Regions from separate parts of the Pan troglodytes genome. Here all the other regions are linked to region 1. A link is a contact called in public Hi-C data. All regions are on one chromosome and are shown on one strand. The core of a region is the stretch at or near the end of the contact, and the rest is flanking DNA. Distances in the headings are between cores, read along the strand shown.

Evidence for each region. A called contact is a pair of places that touch in the nucleus more often than the background predicts.
Region 2: a Hi-C map of a lymphoblastoid cell line shows a contact between it and region 1, with 3 times the contacts expected there. The contact joins two enhancer-like sites. A contact is called at or near these places in 2 of 7 Hi-C or Micro-C datasets (a lymphoblastoid cell line and stem cell-derived neural progenitor cells).
Region 3: a Hi-C map of blood shows a contact between it and region 1, with 2.8 times the contacts expected there. The contact joins two enhancer-like sites. A contact is called at or near these places in 2 of 7 Hi-C or Micro-C datasets (blood and induced pluripotent stem cells).

The regions. Positions count from the first base shown.
Region 1 is chr9:130,401,044-130,404,937 of NHGRI_mPanTro3-v2.0_pri, forward strand. The region is part of intron 8 of ETS1 (ETS proto-oncogene 1, transcription factor); the gene reads right to left. Among named protein-coding and RNA genes, the nearest start is that of ETS1, 120 kb to the right of the region's middle. Within about 2 kb of position 1,933, at least 6 of the 24 cell types and tissues checked have an H3K27ac peak or open chromatin away from gene starts, as enhancers often do. A contact at or near this core is called in a lymphoblastoid cell line, where this site is marked.
Region 2 is chr9:130,222,322-130,226,215 of NHGRI_mPanTro3-v2.0_pri, forward strand. No RefSeq gene overlaps it. Among named protein-coding and RNA genes, the nearest start is that of ETS1, 300 kb to the right of the region's middle. Within about 2 kb of position 1,695, at least 3 of the 24 cell types and tissues checked have an H3K27ac peak or open chromatin away from gene starts, as enhancers often do. A contact at or near this core is called in a lymphoblastoid cell line, where this site is marked.
Region 3 is chr9:130,555,594-130,559,487 of NHGRI_mPanTro3-v2.0_pri, forward strand. No RefSeq gene overlaps it. Among named protein-coding and RNA genes, the nearest start is that of ETS1, 37 kb to the left of the region's middle. Within about 2 kb of position 1,873, at least 1 of the 24 cell types and tissues checked has an H3K27ac peak or open chromatin away from gene starts, as enhancers often do.

The DNA of each region.
Region 1 (3,894 bases), core at 683-3,182:
TCCAGCACTCCCAGTTACGACTCTTCTAGAGGGTGTTTCCGTGCGCTTAGCGGAGGTCTGCCCAAATCCACAGGGCTCCAGGGCCCCATCCCTTGCCCTTGCTCCAACATATCCTAAACTTGTAAAGCCTCTTCCTCCATTCCCCCTGCAACTCCCCCTTATCCCTGTGCCCAGCCTCTTCCACCTACCCAAATGGACTGTGGTCCCAGTGACCTTTGTCCCCTAGAGCAGAAAACGGTACTAATAATAGCACCAGTCATGGGAAGGGGAGCTCACATGTTCAATGTGACTCACAATGGTGTCCCTGTCTGGGATCTCCAAGGCAGTCAACAGCACCCTTCACGACGCTGCCCGGGAGTGTCACACATCAGGAATCCAGTGGCATCACTGGGAAAGTATGCTTCTCAAGTCGAAGCTCTGAGCCACAACAACAGAGGGGTCCCTGTTAGAAGGAGGTCTCTTTCCAGAGCCATGCGGGCGGGAGAGCACCACACACACACTCCACACACCCATCTCCCATGGCACGGAGCCTCCACACCCCCTGCTGTCTGCTCCCTCTCCACCCTCCCTCTCAGGCGGCTGCAGGGGAATTTCCTTCTACTGCTTTGTTCTTCTCAGCCTCTGGAGAAGAGGACAGTTCTTACTACACACTGACAGGTCTGATTTGAAGAACGTGCTACAAGCTCTGAAGAAGAAATACCAGGTGGGAACTTGGAGAGCTCCCAAGCCTACAAAGCAAATCACACCAAGGATGTTCACCCCCTAAGGGGACCCCGAAGGCTCCTCAAATCTAAGGCAACAATCTCACTTTTTAAAAAAAGTAAAGCTTCAAGTAAATTCCTGCTCATTTGGGTCATATTTCCTTGTCTGGGAGCTGCAAGGCCCACTATCTGTCTCAATGAGGAGCTGGTTATTAAAAATCCCCTGCTATTCTGGTCCCTTGCCCTGAGGCTGAGAACTGAGCAGCACAAATACATATATAGCAATGGGCTAGGACAAGGTGTTAGTAACATGCTCTTGATGGAAATCCCTTCCATTTCCCGATTTGTCAGTATCATTCTTCTCATTTTCCAGGTCTGGGAGTTGCCTGCCTGTGACAAGGACATCCTCACAGCAAGTGAACAGGGTCAGGTTGAACTTCACTTTTTCCTTCTACTCCTTCCTCATTTCCATTTCAACCACAAGTTCTCACTCTTGTCACCTGTGCTCCGCTGAGAGGAGAACACAGGAGTTTTCTTCCAAACAGAAGGAGGTCAACGCTGGGCAGGCACCTTCCCAGGCAGTCTCCTCATATTTCCATTGTACATGGCTTACACCAAGACCACCCCAATGGTTTGGTCTCTGTCCATTTCTCCCATCACTAGAATATATGCTGTAAGGACAAGGACTTTGTTTTTTCACTGCTTCAACCCAAAGCCTAGCACAGTGCCTCACCAACAAACACCAACAAACAAAAAATTCTTTGCTGTTGAATGACTACTGTGTCATTTGACATGTTCTCCCTGAGAACACAGACTATATCTTACTGAGCCATATATCCTCAATGCCAGGTATGATAGCTTGTCTTCAGCAGGTACTCATTAAATATTTTCTAAATTACATTACTGAAACAAACCTCCTCTGAAGAAAGGCATAAGGATTAGAAAGTCCGCTCAAATGGCTTCTCTCTATTAAACAATATTTGGGGCCAAACAATATGGGTGACCCTCAGGCTGCATTTCATCAACGTGTTCCCAAAAATGAAAATGACCACCTGTCCTTTGGGAGTTAATTTGCTACTTTAAGAAGCTAATCCCTTTAGCTCTATTCTAAAAGTCAAATCAAATACCTCGGTGTGGGCAGGACACCACATTTATTTTAACCTATGAAACTCTCATGGTTGGTCACCCTTGCAATAGGGCTGACTCTGCCCTGATAGCACACATCTGGCAGGTGGCCCTAAAACAGAGGAACAGGCCTGCTGGCCCCTCCCTTCCAGCCAGGTGTCTCTACCCACAGCCAAACGATGATGGCAAAAACAGAACATTCGAATCCAGAAATGACCCATCTGTTCACAAGTGTATCAATCTGCCTTTCATGCTACCACAGGAGGACGCACCTCTGAGGGTGGGGTGGGTGACTCCCCAGTCCAAGTATCACCCGTTTCTGTCAACCCTCTTCTAAATCACCATCCACAAAGGCCCCTAAATCTCCTGATTTCCATTAAGTTTAAGGACAAAACAGTAAACATCCTGACAGTTTCTTGGCCTCTGGACCAAGCTCAACCTGAAGCTGCACAAAGTCTTGTTGCCTGAGGATGAATAACTCAAGAAACTGTATTGCTGGACTGACTGGCAATCAAGACCCTGAGAAAATTATTTTAAGAAGATTAAGGGCCAGGAGTGCTTGATATTTTGGCTGAGTTCTATGCCTCTCATTTCTTCTGAGTTGTATATTTTCTTTGCCCCACCCTGACCCAATCTTATCTCATCTCTAACACACTCCATGTATAACATTCTATAACTGGCCAATACGGCCTTGGTTTAAAGACTCACTGTGTGTCAGTATATTCTATAAACGTGTTCCTATATCAGTGGCTAATAACTCAAGGGCAGTGATTGGGAATATAACTTCCAATAATTCAACTCAAACAACAAAGAACATTCTGACAGGTGTTTGGAAAGCATACTTGCTGAACACAATGATGAACAAACAACAACTCTATAAACTTGTATTTGTTGCTGAGATAGCCAGTATCTAACCATGAAAAAGAGTGAGAAAACAGCTCTCAAATCAGTTAAAACCAGTCTTTGACTGCCGAGTTCATGTCTCTTGCATGTTAGATCAAAAACGAAAGGAGGAGGAGTGTCAAACAATTTAAAAATAAAAGCCATTTTACATGTCAGGCAGTGGAGTACTGAGTGATGACGGCATCCTATAAAATTAAAATATATGATGCCTGTGGGAAAGCCCCGGGTAGGGAGTTGAGGGTACGAGGCTTTGATATCAGTTCTTACCTGAATCACCATATGCAATCTTATGCAACTCATTTAATCTCTCTGGGCTTTACTTTTTCCTTCCCTAAAATGGAAATAGTAATCTCTGCTTCTCTTTACTTTATAAAAATGTAAATTAAGTCCTTATTACAAAAATCTGCATATATACATATATATAGACAGAGAGAGAGAAAGACACTTAAAGAGGTGAACAATTTAGGAGCAACTGAATATACAATAATGGAATTACAAAGAAGAATGAAACAACAGAAAATATATTTTTAAAAACAATTTTCAGTAAAAAACAAGAAAAAAGATGCATTTAAAAAAAATTGTAAAAGCACTAGAAAAAATCTAATTAGACTTCCAAGGATTAAATTGGCCTTCGTATGGCAACTTTGAAAAAGTAGAAAGTTGGAGGTTAAGGAAAAAAAAGTTACAGTATACGAATGTAAAAATTTTTAATATTTTCAATGAGAATAAGCATTTAGGACTTTTTTAAGTTAGGGAAGCCTCTGAAATCCTTGTTCCTATGTTAAAAGTGCACACGCACCAAAAGAGACAGCAGATGCAAACTGCTTTGCAAGTGAAAGTATCACAGGCATATATGGTTTAGGGAAATCTTGGCCACAGATGGACTTAGATCCTCTTTTCCCGATGCACCTTTTTCCTTAGTTATTCATGTCCCTCACCAAGTATTCTTCACCTAAGTATTGTATAGAGCTCACCTAGAGTAAGTTCAACACCGTTCCCCACAAATGCCAATAGTTTGGGCCCAAAGAGATGGGTCCCACCAGCATTAACTGGGGTTCAAGCAGAACCTCTTGTCCAGCCATCAGGGCCCAAGACAGGCTTGACAGCAAGACCAGGTGGCTGGCAACTGGCCAGTGGAGTCCTCCCACCTGGAACAGGGTTAAGT
Region 2 (3,894 bases), core at 445-2,944, 180 kb before region 1:
CTGCTATGATCCAAGATTCAGCTAAATGCAAGAGCTGGCACTGAGAGCTCTCCATGGTCCCTGCACTTTGTTCATGCTGACATAGTTACTCCCTTGCTCACTACCTTGTGTTAGTGTCTTCATAACATTATCACTATCAGGAATACTCATGTATTTGTTGCTATGTACCATCTGTCTCTGTTGTACACATATACCAGAATACAAGTTACTTGACGATAGGAATTTATCATTGTTTGCTATTGATCCCCAAGGCCTACGCCACAGTTTAGGTGTGCTATAATTGTTGAAAAATATAAACAGAAAAAAAGAAAGAATAAAATCTCTCTCATTCCCAGTACCTCTCCTTAAGTCAGTGGTTTTAAACCAGGAACAATGTTGCCCTCAGGGTAACATAGTATATAGGTCTTCCTTTCTACTGCAGCAAAGGAAAACAGACCAATGCTTCAGGGAAATTAGCACCGACATGTTCTTGGTGACGATCCACTTTAGAGGACAAAAAGTATCATGTACTACTCATGTGCCACAGGGAAACCAGCATTCTAGTCTCCCCATCAGTAGTTGCTGAAAGTTGGATAAGCTGTGGGCAGAAACATACAAAAATGGTGAATGTGAATACAGAGAAAAGGGCGGTCAGAGACGAGGCTGTTACTCTGGAAAACCAACCAGTCCTTCCGCAAAAGAACTCGTAATGAATCAAGTGTCAGTTTAGCTGAACTCTTTGTGAATGGAATGCTTTCTGTTGAATGAATGCAGTTCTGTCATGTGCAAAGTCTGACTCAAAATGAGCTGAGATATGAGCATGATTTAACTGATTGATGACTTCAAGCGTTTTCCCTCTGGTCACCCACAGTCGTTTTGGTTTTAGTCTGCAGCTCAGTAACACCCAGGTTGCAGGAGAAATCCAGTCATTTATGATATGACTAGATCATTGTCCATTGACTATTTTCCACACTGATAAGCTCTGCTAATCAGAGGACTAATGTCTTCAGGCCAGTGACAATCTTTTCATTTACAGTTTTCTTCCAATCAGAGAAATGGGGCTGGATTGTAGAATCCTGGAATTGAGAAGGAAGGTCTACAAAAAGTCATTTCATTTTGTTCTGTTGTCATTTTGTGATTGTACCAAATTCACTAAGAAATATAATGATTAGAAATACGATTACAACTTTCAAAGAGAGACACACTTTGATGCCTCTTAGTAAGGTGTTTCTGGTCTCTCAAGTCTTACAATCAGAAGGCTTTATGTTGTTTTGTTCTGTTTTCTTGCCAACATTAGACTCACAAGTCCCTCTTCTAATTTGTTCTTCCCTATCCCATCCACTTATTTAGGAAAGTGATACATAGTACAAAATTACATGTAGGTCTTCTGTAGGGAATAAGTTTTATGTAATCAAAGATATCCAGCAGTTTTACTATAACATCTCTTTTTCAAAATAGAATTTTATTCATCAACCCTTGCAGGGATAAGACAATGATGCAGAGAGTTTGTCCTATTAGTCTTAACACATGTTTGTACCTGTAAACTTAGGATTAAATCTGTCCTTACTTGGCATCAAACTAGAAGCCTAAATGTCAAGTAAAATTGAGTTATCTCAAATATCCCGGCCATTATAGAATATGGTTATTAGTCTGGGTCAAGGCAGTGTCATGTCTTCTAAAATCATGCCGCTAGAGGGAGTAAAACCCAGCAGTCTGCAAACCATCCCAGGCCAAAAGAGCAACGTTGTCTGTTTCACCTTTCTCTTTAAACAAATGATCCTCAGCTTGGTTGCCCCAGAAAAACACCAGCATCTGGTGAGTGGTGTTTATTCTGAGGTTACTCTTTCTAAAAATAGTTTTCTGAAAACTCGCCCTGGTCGGCTGGGAAGCACACAGGCGGAGTGGCGAGCCAGTGAGTGGGAGGCTCTCCTGCAGCGGGGGCACCTTAGAGGCTGGTCGTGTGGGCCAAGAATGCACTCGAAGAGCAGGAACAGAGTTTGCAAGGGGGGCTGCCGGTGTCCACGGGAACCGTGGCAGGCCAGACACACCCATCCCTGGAGAAGCAGAAGGTCGGCTAGGAGCTATGAACATCCTTGCTGAGCCCCAGAAGTGAGGAGCAACAGGGGAGGAAGGAGGCTCCTATCTTGAAGCTGTTGGGCACCTACGCAAGTGGCACAGGGAGGGGCAGGGTGTTGGCTCCGAGTGAGAGATTTGCTTAAGCCAGATGGTGGCCGATGAAGGAGGCCCAGGCAACCCCTTCTGGTCTTCCAGACAACACCACAGGTTTGTGTGGGTTGGCGGGGTGCTATCTGTCTGTCCATCCACAAGCACATGCCAGAAAGAAGAGGATGGAGGAGGTCAAGATTTTGGGGGGTTCTCATCATTTTCCCTTTCCAAGTTTCATCCTTATCCATGCTTCTAATCACATGGAGACCATTACCACTGGGGGAGTCATTTCCATTTTTCTTTAGATTCCATTCTAAAATCCCCTAAAGACCTAAAGTAAAGAACGTCAGCAGTGGCATTTCTATTCCTCTGAAGGGTATTTTAGACAATAATTTTGGATAGCCCCACACTGCATGAAGCAGGGAACTGCATGCCCTTCCTGCTCGGGAGCCCAGCCCTGCCTCCAGCAGCTCCAGCTTCCTTTCCTCTCTGTCATGGTGCTGCCTTATGATGAGCAAGAAGTTAGACCCGACTGGCCCTCGGCAAGCTGGGGCTTCTAAGAGAAGAAGGGCTGGGCTGCCCCCTGCAAGTCCTGGATAATGCCACTCAGGGAACGGGAGAAGCTGATGCGCAAAATATGCCATACCCCGCTGCTTTCTTCTCACTCAGACTCCAAGTCAGGTCGGAAGCAGCTCTTCCAGACCTCCCCCAAGGCAAGTTGCTAGAGGATAAGGCTTTTATGTGTTTCCTGAGAAATGTGTGGGAGAATCCAGCCTCCCTGGATATTGGAGAAGTCCTCTATCTGGAACTGCAGTGTTACTGCTGATCCAGCCTCCCTGGATATTGGAGAAGTCCCCTATCTCGAACTGCAGTGTTACTGCTGATCCAGCCTCCCTGGATATTGGAGAAGTCCCCTATCTGGAATTGCAGTGTTACTGCTGAAACATGTAGTTTCTGAGCCTTTGTGTTAAGGCAGAAAAAAATAGCAAACTTGGTATTAGGAGAATTCTGAGTTCTCATGTTTGCTCTATTCACAGCAAACTCTGATTTCAGACAATTCATTGCACTTCTCCAGGCCTCAGTTTCTTTGTCTATAAAATAAGAATGTTAGACAAGACTTTCTGTGATGGCTTTTCTGGTTCAAAATGTCCATGATTTCTGTCTGGTGAATGTACATGGGGTTTTATTGTTGTTCGTTTTTTGTTTTTTCTTTAACTATGTCTAGCCTACTACCCCACCTAAAAGTCAATAGAGAGAGCTCTGGGGTAAAGTGCATGCCAACCTCAGAGTGCATAGCCATACTGTGTAGGAGGAAGCAAATTTAGAAGGAAACAGGCTTCATTTATTCTGCCTGATATGGTTATCTCTCTGAGGCTTGTGCCCATGCAAGCGAGATGAGAGTGCGGAGGAAGGCGGGGGGACACACTGTCAAATGTCAAATGTTTAGCAAAGACTTTGAACTCTGACAATTGAGTCTTCCGGTAACTTGTGTCTCTACTTTTGCAAAAATGGAAGACGGGGGAAAGAAAAAAGAGAGAGGGAGAGATAGGCAGAGAGAGAACAGAAAATGATTAAATATGACACCATGGTCATGTAGGTTTCATGCAAAAATTAGGCAAATAATATCTAAATTACTTGCAAGTAATTTCAGCCTCTTTTCTTTGGCTGTCTTTCAGAAAATCCCTGATAATAGCTCTGAACTAACACTGAATTCCAGGTCATCATGATACTCTTCCCAGCACATAGACA
Region 3 (3,894 bases), core at 623-3,122, 150 kb after region 1:
ATCAGCCCTCAAGCTTTCTTATTTCCAAACAGGAAGGAATTCAGATTTAAAAGAGGGAGAGATCAGAATGGATGACGATTAGAAGAAGAGAGGAAGAGGGAGGCAATGCAGCCAAGACACCAGACCAGGAAGGGAAGAGCTCCAGGCATCAGACATCTGTGCTGGGCGGCATCGCCCGACCCACAGGTGAGCGCACGTCCAGCCGGGGTCTTACGAAGAATGTCCTTGTGTGGACGTGAACACAGTCAGCGATGCTGTAGAGGTGACTCCCTGGACACACTCCCTTCGGGTGGCCCTGATCACCAGCCACTTGAGTCCTTGTGTCTGTGTCTTGATCTATCCCCGAATGACAATAGCAGCTTAGGATAAAGTTAAAGCATGCCTCCTAAAAAGCAAAACTGGTATTTTCCTTCTTGATGATGAAATACATAAATGTGTCACTTTGTAGTGAAAAGGTGATGCCTCCGTAATCAGAGAGGTCACCTTGAGGCCTGACTATGTAGTTTGAGGCTGAGGGTACAGCCCTTTGTTCCAAAAGCTCCTTGCAGTTTTGCTGTTGCTTAGGTTAGGTGGTTGTTTTTAATTTTTTTTTTTTTTAACTTGTTTTTGTAGTGGCATCAATGTTCACATTCTATGAACTCTGTCCCCTAGAACCCAGAAATCTTTTCTAGAAACCAAGATATTGTTTGCTTCCTTGAATTGTCTTTAGAAGTGCAGAATTTAGGAAAGTGATGGGTGGATGTCACCCTGCCCCTTGTGATTGACTCCTGAGAGTTCGGAGGGTACCACGCCTACCATTGACTTGAGCCGCTGTCTTTTCTTGTGTTTGTGGCCATCATTGCCCCAGCTGTGCTAAGGAGACCTGTGTCAAAACTTACATCCCACATTCCTGCTTTCCACAACCTATTACTTGCAGTGTTAACCCTAAAATGCCCACATGTATTGAGCTGGTCTTCTGCATTTAAGAATTTATCCCCCATCCCCCAGCACCTGTGTGTGTAGGCGTAGCGTTCATCAACCTGAGTTTGCCTTTGTTTTCTGCCCTTGTTAGACCCTGGTACATGCAACAGACTCAGATTTATATTCGTTGTAAAGTTGTAAAAATATTATGAAGTCATCAATTTTCCTTCCGTCTCCACATCGCTTAACATCTGATTCACAACTTAATGTATGTCCCAAAAAAAGAAAAGAAAAAAAGGTTGGGGGGAGCAAAGAAAGGCTCTTTATCACTTAAAAGCAATAAAACTAGACTGTTCTACATTATATAATAATTAATTAATAAAATAAATAAATGTATCACTTTAGTTGTGAGGCAGTAGTGTCAGCTAACATAAAACTAACATAAAAACCAAATAAGATTTAAAAAAAAAAGGAGTCCAGAATCTGGGGCCTTATCCTTTATTCCAACCCCCAAAGTCAACTGTCTCCCTGCAGGATGGGCTCCTCAAATCCCTGGGAGGGGCTCTAAACCCACCATTGACCTTTCTTGAAGGTCTACCCAAGAAGCTTGACTCTGAATCAAAGAGTAAAGGTCAGGGCGAAGGAGAAATCAAGAAGCTTGGGAGAAAACAAAAAGAACATGCCCAGGACATCCAATGATCTAACTTGCCAAGTTTTAAACCAACCTTCTGAGCTCTAACAAAATGCACACCCCAGGGTATTAGGACTGATTTACTCTGGCCTGAGGTGACTTCCTGTTTTTGAAGAGAAGAGGTGGGTAGCAACTCAGAGATGGGTTCTGGGCACCGGTCGGCTTTCACAAAACAGTCCTCGCTTGACTTCAGCATAACTGGGGCAGATAGGGTGAGATAGGATTACTCCCCAAACAAGAAGTTTCACAACGAGGCAGGCCGCGTGCCTAGGAGAGCAGGCAGCGGGGTTGGGGGGTGGGGTGGGGGGATGCCAATGCAGGGGCGGGGCTCCCGGGCCTGAGAGGGAGGTGACAGGCACCGGTGAACTTGCAGGGTGACTGGCTTCAGTTGTCTTTTTTCAGCAGGAAACCAAAAAACAGTCTAAAAGAAGGTGACTGAGAATCAGGAAGACATACTAGCTGCTACTGCCTGTAGCCGGCCTTCTTGCACTTATTCCCCCATTTAATCACCAGAAGGGAACTCACAGAGGGCAGCAGCTCATTGCAGGGACCATAGAACTAAGGTGCACAATCAGCTCAGTAGGGCAACAACCCACACTGAATTTTTTAAGACCAAGTTTCAAATACCTCAGACAATAAAAGCCAGCAATTAGACCACGTGTCCTGTTTCAATAACGAGAGTGAGGTTGCCACCACCATGGGCAGCAATAAAGGTGTGAGCTTGGCTCTGACTTTGCATCAGGGGTGCCCCCGGCTCAGCAACCACTCTACATCAAACAGCTCACAGATCCCCTCCTCCACTCACCCTTTTCCCCCCGCAGGTGTTCTTTTTCTGAATAGCAACAACTACCACACCCCAGCGTGTTGTTTGTTCACTGGTGTTTCTCCATTTTACCTTGAAACACAAGAAAGCATCCAATAAATAATGGCTAAAAGAGTGAGTCAGTGTAGGAATCTATTATTTATGTTTTTCTAGCCAAGCTTCTTATGAATAAGGCCCACGATCAGAGTTTTACAATTCTGTATCTTCTCGGTGTCCTGTACCCAGTAGATGCTTTAATAAACACGCACTGACAGATCAATTCCAGTGGATCCTAGGTCTGGATGAAAAGAAAGGAATAAAGGACAGGATCCCAGAGGGCAGGAGGGCCCACACTCGGTGATGCTGAGTGTTACAGAGAATGCGCCTGTCACCAGGATCCCGACACTTAGGGTGCTCACTCAACACCCCTGTGCCTGGACCTTGGCTTGCCTCAGCCCAGAGAATGCTGTCTTGCAGTCACGTTCCTCCCCCAGCAACTTCTCTTTTCCTCGGATGCTCTGTTTACAAGCTTTCCCCAACCTACACTCAGTGTGACCTGGTCTCCACGCGGTTTCTGACATTCCCACACCTAAGTCCACCAGACCCACTTGCTCTTGCCTCCCATTTAAAGATATGAAACCGTTGGTTTTTACCTAGCAATCAGTCTAACTGCAGCTGACTTTCTCCAGGGGCGAATCTCTCTGACTAGGAAAGCACTATAAATTTGAGGGTGGGATAGGAATAAGACTGGAGAAGGGTGGAAAAGACCCAGTCATCTTACTTTTGTGTTCTGTCTAACAATTGCAGGTGCTTTCATACAAACCTGTTGCCCTTAGCAACCATCCCGAGGACTGTAAGTTAAGGTTTCCATTTCCATCCCACAAACAGAGCATGAAGGCACAGAAAGGTCAACCCTCACAGTATGCTGCTGTGGCACAGTCCTTCTGGCCCGGCTCCCACACACAGAGTCCCTGTGGACTACACCTCCGTGGGGTAGTCCAACCCAGCACAGGATCTGGGATCAGAGAGACCTGAGTCTAAATTATGCCACTGCTAACCTTGAAAAATGTATTTAAGCTCGCTAAGCCTTGGTCTTTCTCATGTGAAAATTAAAAAAACGAGACATCTAGCTCACAGAGTGTGTGTGGTATTTAAATGAGACAGCAGCAGACACAAAATGCCTGGTCTGCATCTAGGCATTGCAGATATTTGATAGGGCAAAAGTCAGCATGTAAAACTGTTTTTTTTTTTTTCTAGAATGCCAAGCACAATACCAGATTCAGCAAAGCTTGCAAAAATAATACTAGCCACCAAAACGAATGAGAAAAGGGAGGACAAAAAAGGAGAAGAAAAAGAATTAAGGTAATTAGTCTATTTGCACTAAGATAATAATTGTAACAGTAAGTGAGCTAGCTGCTATTTGGATGGCTGGAAAGTTGTTAGCCACAACATAATGCAGTGATTGCTAATATATATATATATTACACAGAGGAAGGATGGA